Regions from separate parts of the Mus musculus genome. Here region 2 is linked to region 1. The links are chromatin contacts, called in public HiChIP or PLAC-seq maps. All regions are on one chromosome and are shown on one strand. The core of a region is the stretch at or near the end of the contact, and the rest is flanking DNA. Distances in the headings are between cores, read along the strand shown. Region 1 has its middle 40 kb from the start of Gm33104. Region 2 overlaps Map3k5 (mitogen-activated protein kinase kinase kinase 5).

Evidence for each region. HiChIP or PLAC-seq counts read pairs in DNA pulled down with a chosen protein or histone mark.
Region 2: a FOXA1 HiChIP or PLAC-seq map of pancreatic cancer cells shows a contact between it and region 1. The contact joins two enhancer-like sites.

What each region holds. Positions count from the first base shown.
Region 1 is chr10:19,523,973-19,529,969 of GRCm38.p6, forward strand. No RefSeq gene overlaps it. Among named protein-coding and RNA genes, the nearest start is that of Gm33104, 40 kb to the left of the region's middle. Within about 2 kb of position 2,524, at least 46 of the 459 cell types and tissues checked have an H3K27ac peak or open chromatin away from gene starts, as enhancers often do. A contact at or near this core is called in pancreatic cancer cells, where this site is marked.
Region 2 is chr10:20,074,146-20,080,142 of GRCm38.p6, forward strand. It overlaps Map3k5 (mitogen-activated protein kinase kinase kinase 5), which reads left to right. Exons shown (of 30, transcript NM_008580.4): 12 at 2,337-2,386; 13 at 5,097-5,192. Among named protein-coding and RNA genes, the nearest start is that of Map7, 94 kb to the right of the region's middle. Within about 2 kb of position 3,241, at least 104 of the 459 cell types and tissues checked have an H3K27ac peak or open chromatin away from gene starts, as enhancers often do. A contact at or near this core is called in pancreatic cancer cells, where this site is marked.

The DNA of each region.
Region 1 (5,997 bases), core at 1,274-3,773:
CCCCCTTTTTTTTCCTGCCTGTGACTACACTGGGTGTTTGGGATCCCAGTGTAGCCCAGAGCCTTTCTCAGGGTGAGTTTTGAAGAATTAAAAACTGTATCCTGTGTGGACATACCTCAGTTAACAAGAACAGGTATCCATATGCACAAGCACGAAGGCCCAAAAATATAGAGTTTATGAGCATTTACGGTTTCAGAGGGACAATGGCATCATCATTGTAGACAGCATGGTACGATAGGAACATCAACTTGAGAACTCAAGATTGTAAAGCACAAAGCAGAGATGGGAGGTGGGGGGAGAGGGGGAGGAGGATAGGGGAGGAGAGAGGGGGAGGGGGAGGGAGAACTAGAAATGTTTCGAGCAGATCCTACCTTCAGTGACACACTTACTTCAGTCAGCCCATGCAGGAGAAAATGCAGGCATTACCTGGTGGCCAGCTTACATGGTGGCACACTGGCCTTCTAAATAAGAAGCAAGGCTCAGCGTGCTGCTGCAGTCAGAACACTGGATTCTGAAGTAGAGCAGCTGATCGCTGGCCTGCAGACAAGTCTGCACTCCCCACGTCTGCTTTGATATGCTTCTTAGGCCTAGGGACCCTGGAGGTCTGAATGCCCACCGTCCAAGCTGAGGTAATGCACTAATCAGTCAGTTGATAGGCTTGCACTATGTAAGTGGTTGTTTATACATAATAAAGCAGACACTGTTCCCTGAAAAAAAAAAAAAAAAAGAAAACAAAAACAAAAACGAAAAACCAAGGTCAGTATGTTTAGATTGTGTTAAGGGCTGGGGGCCTACCGAGGGCGGACTGGGGCCTGTCACTCATGCAAGGGTTCCTGCCCGAAGCTTGTCCAGGAAATGTTCAGTAAAGGAGCAGTTTGTCACCGTTTGAACTAGAAATCTAGAAATCTAGAAAATCATCAAGCCTAGAAACTTCCATTTAGAGACATCTCTAAAGAGAAGTAATTACATTTCTATGAATTAAACTTGTTCTTTATGGAAAAAACGCTCATTGAGATAGGTCCCATTCTGTAAATCATATCGTTTAAAGTATGCCATCCAATGTTTTAAAACATAGTCACACACTCGTGGAATCAGTTCCACACTGTCACTTTGGAACATTTTATTACCACTTTCCCACACCCATTAGCACTGCTCACTATGTTCCTCCCTTGTGACCTACACCCAAATCTATTTTTGACCTTTATAAATCTGCCTATTACAGATACTTCATATAAACAACATTGACTAATGCATTGTCTTTTCTGAATAACTGCTGTCATTTAATGTAAGTTTTGTCATGTTGTAGCATGTATGAATATGCCAACCCTTTTATTATACATTCATTTCTATTTCCAAAAGCAATTGTTTGTCTTCCTCTAAGCCCTATCTTCTTGGACTCTTCAATCCTTATCACTCTGAGGGCTTCTCAGGAGGTACACATGTAGAACTTTTACGTGGTTTTATGGTGTTTTTTACTTAGTTAGTTAGTTCAATTTTTTTGGCTTTAGTTCAGTGACACAATGTTTGCCCAGCATAAACAAGAGCCTAGGTTCAATCCCTAGGGGAAAAAAAACCAAAACACCACCAACAAAAAAAACAAAACAAAACAAAAAAAAACAGAAAAACCTACACCAATAAACAGTGTCCAGCTACATTATGTGAAAAAGTAGTAAAAATTACTTAGAGTTTTACTAGTGCTCAGTTCTGGATAAATGATGCATAAGTCTCCTGCCTAGCACCTGCTGGAAAACATGCTGTTTGACTTGAATGCAAAAGTTCTCTTACTTGGGTCACCTAAACCCTAAGGCCTCCTTTTGGTTTTGCTAATACTTCTGTTTTGAAAATACTGTTAGAAAAATTAAGACCATTAACAAAGGTGATTTAGGCAAAGAAAAGGTATGGAGAGGAAGAATTACCAAATGCTGGGTTCTTCATTCAATAATCAATCCCACCCCGCCCCCCAAGAAAAAGAAGTGGCACAGAGAAACAAACCCTGATTGGCTATTGCTGACATTTTTGTCTGATCAATTAGCAGGCTCTAGCTGGCTGAGGTATGGCTGGCATGCCTGGTACTCAGTTTCTTTGGCTATAAGGGTTTGTTCTCAGGTTGTTATAATATGTTTACATATCAAAGGTGCATAGTTCATAGGCACAGGTGATTTTTATCACCCAAGTAAAGAGATAGCTTTAGACCAGACTCAACCCAGTTTAACAATATTGTGTACACCAGAGCTCTAAACCACTGCTGCAAGTCACTTCTTGGTCTGTCCTCCTCTTGTGCAGAGTGTTATAGAGTTTAACACCCTCAGGAAAAGACCACAACTCAATTCAAATTATGATTAACCAAATATACTATTTGTCCTACAAGGGCAGCTGCTTCTAAGCCAAAGCAGAAATGTGCTTTGCCTGAGTAAATGGGGGGGGGGGGAGTTTACAAATGAACACCACGATTACTTCACTTCTGTGGAATTTATAACACATAAGGAGTTGCCCCATTTCCCCTGTTCTCTTTGCAGCTATGTGAGGGGAACTGCCTCATGCCCTGCTTCAGGAGAAACTGCTATTCCCTGTCCACAGCAACTATGTGCATTTACAGAAGCCACAGCAAATGGTTGATCATTTCACAACAGTTACACAGCTTAGAGGGGGGTGGACAAGGGGTCAGAGCTTTTAGGAATTTAGGTCAGAGGCTAATGGTTACTATAGTAGGAGTCTGGTATGAAATGGAATTTCCTTAGCCATCACAAATGTGAGCTACACATTAATAACCTTGTTTGTTTATCCTGTGATTATCTGTCTGTTGATACAGGGATCTGTCCCAAATAAGAACTCATGGGGATATAGAAAATCCCATCTTCTGCATGGCATCTCTTGGGGTCACTTCTCCTTACCTGTCAGTCTCCCAGCTTATTTGCGGGGGACTTCAGTCTCCTCTCTGATCTCTTTCTATCCTGAGCTCCCTCAATGTGTTACCTTCCATATAACTCTGTAATTGTGTGCAAAGCAATACATCTTGAACATAAGACTTTGACCAGAGAGGTTTTAACTCATCATTACTGCCAAAGCAACCCACAACTCTCTCTTTAATTAATGACTTTATTGATAAAGGATGGTGAATCATTAAACTACTAAATGTATCTGGGTAAAAAAAAAAACATGATAATGATTATGGAAATGATAGGTGTGGTAGACAGAACAATGCCCACAAACTAACTCTCTCTCTCTCTCTCTCTCTCTCTCTCTCTCTCTCTCTCTCTCCCTCACACACACACACACACACACACACACACACACACACACACACACTTAGAATCTTTTCCTCACATGACAAAGAAAAGCTTTCACAGATGTTGATTAAATTAGGAACCTCTACCCTTCAAGACTCATGGATCTATGCAGAAGGGGAGATAGAAAGATTGTAAGAGCCAGGGTTGGTGGACAACTCTAGGACAACTGCATCTTCAATACAAAACAAGGATAATGCACAAGTGAACTCACAAGACTGTGACAGCATGACCTGCACAGGTTCAAACCACAAACTCCCAGCACAGAGAAGGGGAAGTGGACACCATGTCCCACTCCTAACCAAGAAACTATTTGCAATTAGTACCTGATAGAGAAGGGAAGATCCGTTTTCCTCTAATGGAATGTCACTGGGTACATCAACCACACTGTAGGGCAGACCTCATGCCCAAGAATAATAGTTGGCCAACACAAAACAGACTCCATGGTGCGTGTGCATGTGTGCATGTGTGTGTGTGTGTGTTGGTATTTTTGTCTTTTTTTAGTTTGTTTTGATTTTTGTTTTTGTTTGTTTTTGCTTTTGCTTTTTTTTTGGAAGAGAAAAAGCATGAAGTTGGATGGTTAGGGAGGTAGGTAGGTAGGATCTGGGTGAAGTTAGGGGAGGAAAAAGAAAAAATGTGTGTGTGTGTGTATAATGTTTTTAGTAAAATGATTTAGCTCTAAAAATAATAATGAGAAAGGAACCTTGAGATGAGGATATTATTATTAACTATTGAAGTGGACCCAGGATAGCCACAATTTAACCTTTACAAGTAAAAGAGGCAGAAAAAGCAGTCAGGGGAAGACAATGTGAGCAGGCTTGGATCTGGAAGGCAAGGCCACACAGAACAGGAATGTGGGCAGTCTCTAGAAGCTGAAGAGGCCAGGAAGCAGATTCTCTCCAGGGACAACCTAACTCCAGTGAGACCCAGTACAGACTGGACTTCGAAAACCATTAGATTATAACCTGGTATCCTTTTAAACTACCATACTCATAGCAATTTGTTAGAGAAGCAAAAGGAAATTAAGATGGTAGTGTTAGGAAAAGGAAGAGTTAATATAAAGAGAAAACATGTTTGACTCAGGGCTGCTCAGACCTGGGGTTCTGGAATACAAGGGCATGAGGGCCCTAGGGAAGCAGGACCAGGACTCCAGCGTGTCAGCTCCAGCGTGGAGGGCACACACCAGGATCTGACTTTTGTTATTTCTCACTGTATTCTCTCCCACTTAACATATGTTATACACCAAATAAACTTGGTTGTTTTGATGTCGATCTGGAAGCATAGAAGCATCCCAATGGGCAGACAGACATTGGAAGAGGCCATAAATAAACAAGATGGTAAAGTGCTAATTTCTTCACCTATCACAGGCATTTTTACCTGCCCAGGCATACCCAAGGTCAACCCTGGATGTATCTCAGCTTGCATGAAGTTGTGGGCCTACCAGCTATCTTTTCTTTGTTTAAGATGATCAGTCTGAAATCTGCCTCATTTGCTTAAATCAGCCCTCTGGAATAAGGTGGTAGAGGGAGATATTAGTTTCCAATCCCTCTCCTGCTCGCCTGGGGAGTCTGCCTGCATGAGCACCTGTTGTGTTTCTTCAGTTTTAGTGAAATCCATTGCATACTGTGCCTAAGATTCTTCCTGATCAAGAATTGCAGAGGGATACAAGTCTGTTATAACAGGGCCTATCTCGTGCTTCCAGTGCTTCTGTGTTTGTCAGGTGGAACACAGTCTGACTGAATGTTAGTGAGCCAGCATCCGATCTAGACTTTCTTTAAAGCCAACAATTCTCTATCCTGCCATACGACTTAAACAAATATTTATAGTGTACTTTATCAAAAGATACTTCGGCTATCAAAGGATAGCTTAACAAGCTCAGTAGAAAATGTATTTTTTACAGTGTAAATAAGTAAGTTTCATTATAACTATATCCATACACGCAATGGAGAACTTTCTAGTCAGAGAAACTAAGTATTTATTATCTAGTTCCTAATTAGGCTTTCAATATCAGTGGAGAGTTTTCAGTGGTTTGATATGTTTTGTTTTTCAAAAGAATTACCTAACACATAGCTTTTATTCCATTAAAATCCCTTAAATGGAACAGTGAGAAGGAGGAGGAGAAGGAAAAGGAGAAGGGGGAGGAGGAGAAGGAAAAGGAGGGGGAGGAGGATGAAGAGGAGGAGGAGGGGAGGAGGAGGAGGAGAAAGGAGAAGGAGAAGGAGAAGGAGAAGGAGAAGGAGAAGGAGAAGGAGAAGGAGAAGGAGAAGGAGAAGGAGAAGGAGCAGGAGAAGGAGAAGGAGAAGGAGAAGGAGAAGGAGAAGGAGAAGGAGAAGGAGAAGGAGAAGGAGAAATCTGTGATGATAAGGCAGACCCGTAAAACTGGTGGTCATCATCATCTTGCATCTTGGTGAGGGCTCGGAGTTGTGATGCCTTCCATAGAGAAAGAAATAAATGATTAAACCGTACCTTGAAGGATAATTAGGTATCGTTCAAGTAAAAAAGAAGAGGTGAACAAGAAGTACACAGAGGCCATAAGGTAAGGAGGGGACACTGGTAACAGATGTTAGCTGAGTCATAACCTCAGGGCAGGGCTGACTCAGCCACAGAAAACTCAGGCTCAGAATGTGAAAGGTGAGGAGTTCAGAACATGGCGAAAACCATCTCTTTAGACTTCTTAAAATCATTTGACTCAAATCAGGAATTCTATAAAGTC
Region 2 (5,997 bases), core at 1,991-4,490, 550 kb after region 1:
TTCCTGCCTCTGGCCCACTCAGGGATTGCATGGGGCCTGCCACTCCCTGGCATTTTTACATGGGTTCTAAGGAATCAAACTCGGGGCTGTGTTTGCAGGTGAGTGCTTTAGTGACCTAGTCATCGCCTCAGCTCCCCACTAGGCCTTTCTGCATTGCCCTCCCTCCCTGGACCTCACAACAGAATCTGCTAAAATCCCAGTAAGGTGCACTAAACACTGGTTTTTGAATAGTTTGCATCAAACTTGAGAGGGCCTATCCACACTCCTGGTTGGATGGCCCTAGGAAAGATATAGGAGTTGTGGATAGAGATTGTAGGTTTTTGGGTTGCTTTTGCCAAGAGAAGAGTTCTAGACCACCTCAAAGCTGCAAAGCTCAGCTTCTGTTTCATTAGCCAGGACGAGGCCACAACCTCAGAGCAGTGGGGAAGGGGCTCTTTTCATGGTTGTTTTACATATCATACTATTAATTGCATGCTGTGGTCAAACATTTGATGATTTTTCAATGTCTGTTATAACTTTTACAGAGGGTAAAAAAATAATTAAGAAAATAATTAGGGTAGTTTCGCTGTTATTGAAGGAAGAGATCAAGCAGGAGAGACTTCTAAAGACTCCCAGGCAGGCTCTGGCATGGGTGTTAGTTGGTGATGGCGTGGGTGACAGTCTTGTCACTGTTGTCAGTCACAAGATGGAAGGCCACTCGCTGGTTTAGTAGATGAGCTTGAGACAATTTTCATTGCCTAGTGTAAGTTCAGAGTCATCCGCTGGGTCTTCGCTCTTACAGACAGAGTTCTGTTGATGGATAAGTTCGCTCCAATTGGCTGTCAGACTCCTAAATAAAGAACCATCTACTGGAGCCTTGTAAAGGGAGCCCATTGGATTTCAGCATCTGATCGGCAAGTTCAAAAAGAAACTGAATCCTGACGGTTCATTTTTATAGGACTCTCTAGGAAAGCTTTAAAAAAAAAAAAAAAAAACTTTGTTGATGTTCTGAATAAAGCTGATAGAAAACCGAATAAAACCCTAAACTGATGTTGATGGCAGAGTATCTGGCCGCCTTCTTCAGTCAGGGAGCAGGTGATTAAGGTGTTCACCTTGGAATTAGCTATTGCTAAGAGGAAGGACTGAAAGCCAGGGTACAGCGCATGGCCAGCTGAACTAGCACTCAGGCCCCACACCAAACCAGGTAGGAAGGCTAAGGTAAAAAGCTCACCTTGTACATATATGTCAGTCTGGGAGATGTAGGGAAAATGATTAAAGAACAATTATTTGATAATAATTAGGATATTTTAGTCATGGTTGAGAGATAAATTTTAAGTTTTTAAAACATGAATTCTATGAATCACTTGTGTCACATAATAATCAAATTTTTGTGTCCAAACATTATTAGCATAATAATTAAGTTTTGCATAAATTATGTAATAATTCCTTTGAGCTGTAATGGACAGTCTACATGCAGATACACTTTGACACACACACACATACACACACACACATATTAATTTATGAAAAATAAAAAGATACAGAGGTTTTGTTGAAATTTCTACCTAAAGTTAGTTCCAAGCTGGCTGTGGGGTGTACTTCTGGAATCCTAGCACTCAAGAAGCTGAGACCGAACAATGGCAAGTCCATGGCCAGCCTGGGCTATACAGATTGATTTTCTCTCTCAGAAAAGATATGCTAAGTCTGGGGAGATGACTTGGTCAGTAATGTGCTTCATAGAAGCGTGGAGACTGAGTTCCATTCTCAGAACCAGCACTTTAAAAGCCCAGGAGTGGAGTGTGCACCCACACTCCCAAACCTGGGGACATGGAAACAGCTGCCCGTGGGGCCTAAGAGCAAAGCTGCACCACACTGGAGAAATCAGGAGGGACAGGCGAGGTTGTCCCGAGGCCGCCACATGCATTTGCACGCATGTGCTTCCAAACCCTATACATGTGAACTCAAACACACAAGTGCAAGGAAGGTAGCAGGCAGCTGGCCCAAAGGAACATGAGCTTATTTGCTGGAGCCACTGAGCTACCGTAGCCTCTCAGCTACCCTGATCACCGGGTTGTTGCTTTGTTTCGTTCTGGTGTTTACTTAAAATTAAAGCACAGCAGTTACAACTAAAATTAAAGTTTAAATTTCATGACAGTAATTCTTGCAGGGTTTTTGAAAGCTGTTGTCTGGAAGTACAGGTGTTATTAAATAAACATCACCCTCGTGGGCTCAGTCAGATAATCGCCTCGTGAGGAGATATACATCAGGAAAACAACTTTGTTTTTAAAAAATAATAATATTAAATGATTTTATGATTTTTTTCCATTCATTGTTCCTCATCTTCTCCTGTGTTTCAGAAAGGTATACACGAGTGGAACTTCGGTGCTTCCTCTGTCAGGGGAGTGAGGTAAGGCTCCCTGGGCCATTTGGTGTACTTAGAAGACACGCTCCTGAGATATTCATAGCATATTTTATTAAATTAAATCATAATTTAAATTTGAAAAACATTTCAAGAACCGTTCTTTGTTATAAAGACTCAGCCTTCAGCCTCTCTCCCTGCTGCGAACGGTGCCTCACCATCATAGATCCTTGAGCTGACCCCATGCTTGTGACTCCGGGGTAAATGTGAACTGTGGCCTGGAGTCAGCATGTGGCTACAAGGGAGCCGTGTAGAGGTCTTCTCCCGCTGGCTGAGCTTTTAGTTAAGGCTGTAAGATGGCTTCCTGACCTTTGTGTTACCAGGATCTGTGGATCCAAGCTCTGCAGGACATCAACCAGGCTACACCCTGAACTCGAATTAATGATGACATACAAATAGGAAATTCATTAAATTTTCCCCCAAGGTTACTGTTGATGCAATTATGTTTGTGAGGTCACAGTGACAAGCCAGTTCAGTTCTAAAACTTTGTCATAATGCCAATGACTCAGAAAAAGAAAAAAAAAGTGCTCTCTCCTGGGGATTAGAAATAAGGTTATGGGTCAGAATCCAATGTCAGCAGTTAAGTGTTTGAAACTTTGTTGTCTAGAAGTCCGGGTCTCTAGACTCATTCAACATTCAGACCAAATTCTGTTTACTACTGTTTGTCCCCACCACCACCACCACCCCCCCCCCACCACCCCCATGGAAATGGGAGACAACAAACAGACTTCTGCAGGCGGGTTGTGCAATATCCTGTTGCTTTTGCAAGGACTGTAGTTGGTTTTGTTAGAGCATGAACTGGTAGAGTAGTGAGTCACAGATAATTTTAGTTTCCCCGGTAGAGCTACCTGTTACCTCATGAGTGATTGAATAGAAGCAAGCGAGATGAAGCGGCTGACTCATGTCTTTCCAATCAATACCTTCTCAAAGCTCTAAAAGCTTAATATTCAACTGCTAAAGCACTCGTCAGCAAGGTGCTCCTGACTTACTGCTGCCTTCTTCAACAGTCCTTCCACTATAGTTGCTCTGCATTTCCATTCCACCTCAACAGAGCTGTTTTACAATGAATTAGCCCTTGTTAATTAGGCCTGGCAGCCCATCCTTACCGTTCTCGTGACTCACGGCGTGTACATAGCATACCTCCTGCCATCTGGTGATTGCTGGTTCTGCTTTGTAACTTCAAAGACTGTCACCTTTACCTGGCTTCCTCCTCTATAAAGAAAGAGTGACAAACCGAGGAACAACCCAACCAGCTCTACAGTTTGCCTGGCATCACCCATGTACCCAGCTCAAGTCAGTGGCATTTATTGAGCACCACCTGTGTACCATATTGAGTCCTATTCTGCTAGAGATTTATAGGTGGCGAAGCTAGCAAGTCCTCTTGAATAATTTGCAGTCAGATGGGAAGGGGAACAACCAGTGATGGTGTGGTGTGAGGTGAGCAATGGCTTACTAGAAATGCATTTAGAGCCGAGAGCACAAAGCCTTTCTTCCTGGAGTAGAGATAGGGTAGCTAGGGTAGGGGAGGGCTCACCTGGCCTGAGATGATGATGACAGTCTTTTTTTAAATCTTGGAAAATAATAAAGTCTAGCCATGGTGACACACACCTGTAATCCTTGTACTCGGGAGGCCGGATCAAGAAAAACCTGAGTTCAGGGTCAGCCTGTGCTTTGTAGTGAGTGTGGGCTCACCCTAAGGCACACAGGAAGGCCATTTCTCAAAAACCAAATGAAGCTGCGTGTCCCCAAATGAAGAAAACCAAAGGTGACTGAATAAGGCTTGATAAGTTACGTTCATGGGCCAAATAGGGACCTTTGCTTGTTTTATCAATAAAGTTTTGTTAGACAACAGCCATGATCTCATTTGTAGCTAAGGCTTCCATGCTCCAATAGCAGAACTGAATGGTTTGGCCTGTAAAACCTAAAATATTTAACTATCAGGCCCATTACAGAAAACATTAGCCAACTTTTGGCATAAACCACCTAGCTTACCAAACTCCAAAGTCTTCATGTTGTTCTGCAGTAAAGCACTTGTTGTGTCCAGTTCAAGCTGGTCCACATTGCTTTGCTCCTTTAAAATCTCTATGGCTGGGCTGGAGAGATGGCTCAGTGGTTAAGAGCACCGACTGTTCTTCCGAAGGTCCTGAGTTCAAATCCCAGCAACCACATGGTGGCTCACAACCACCCATAATGAGATCTGACACCCTCTTCTGGTGCATCTGAAGACAGCTATAGTATACTCATATATAATAAAATAAAATAAATAAATCTTTAAAAAAAAATCTCTACGGCTAGTGCAGTGCCTTTACTCCCTGTATGAACTGTCTCCCTAGCTCTGGAAGCTTCTCCCAGCTTCTCCCATAGGCCGAGAATCACTGAAACCAGCCAGCTAGTTGGTGTGTATGCATCCTGCACAGTGTGGGTCAGTGCAGATAGGACTCATCTCCATACCAAACCCAACGTGTGGCTCATGTATATGTTCCACACAGCAGAGCCGCCCTGCCCTGCAAAGATGAGTAGGACTACTACCTAATGTTTGTATTATTGTCTGGGGAATATCGCTCTTGAAAGTGCTATTTGTAAATGGCAGTGATGCTGTCCGTAGCAGGGTTTGATATAGAAAGCACTTATTTTTCATTAGAGGTATGTGGAAACCTCTATGTTTGTTTGAATAATGTGGGTTTTTGGTTTGTTTCAGCATCTCTAAGTTTGAAGAACGATGCTGTTTCCTTTATGTGCTTCACAATTCTGATGACTTCCAAATCTACTTCTGCACAGAACTTCACTGTAAAAGGTACGCGCTTGTCACTGGGTGTGAGACGGGCTGTTTTCACTTGATAGCTGCTTTCAAGTAAAACAAGTAGCTTCTGAATGGTGAGGCGGTTATATACATTCTCTCTCTCTCTCTCTCTCTCTCTCTCTCTCTCTCTCTCTCATTCACACACACACACACATGGCAAGGTGGTTACACACATACAAACCCACAGAGAGGCGGTTCTACACATGGGAATGCAGTTTTACACAGTTACATATATACACACACACAGAGCGAGGTGGTTACACACACACACACACACACACAGAGCAGGGTGGTTACACACACACACCACACAGCAAGGCAGTTGTACACACTTTACTTGAATCCTGCTTTATAAGCATGCAGCATTGGATTTGGGGGTTCTGTCTATCAAATCAAGCCTTTGCCTCGTCACAGTGTATTTTACACAAAACATCAGCCGACAGGTTAATTGTTTAATACAGTGCCTCATTTCTTAAAATACTTACTTATTAGAAATGAGTGCCCAATTTTCCATGATCAAATTCTTTAGCGTAAATTTACGACTGTCTGCAACTGTGACCCTGCTTCCTATAGAGCTTCCTAGTGAGTGTAAGCAATAGGTACCTGAGCGCCACTTCAGACTAATTATACTGGCCTCTCTGGTGGCCACGTGGCCTGGTAATCTATACCAGTGAAATCGACAACACCCCCCACCCCTGCCCCAAATCTATGATCTTTACTATATGTTTGCATTGCTCTCCCCGATAGACTGCTCTTAGTTACATATTCCATATCCCCTTAGAACAGTGATGGGCCACCT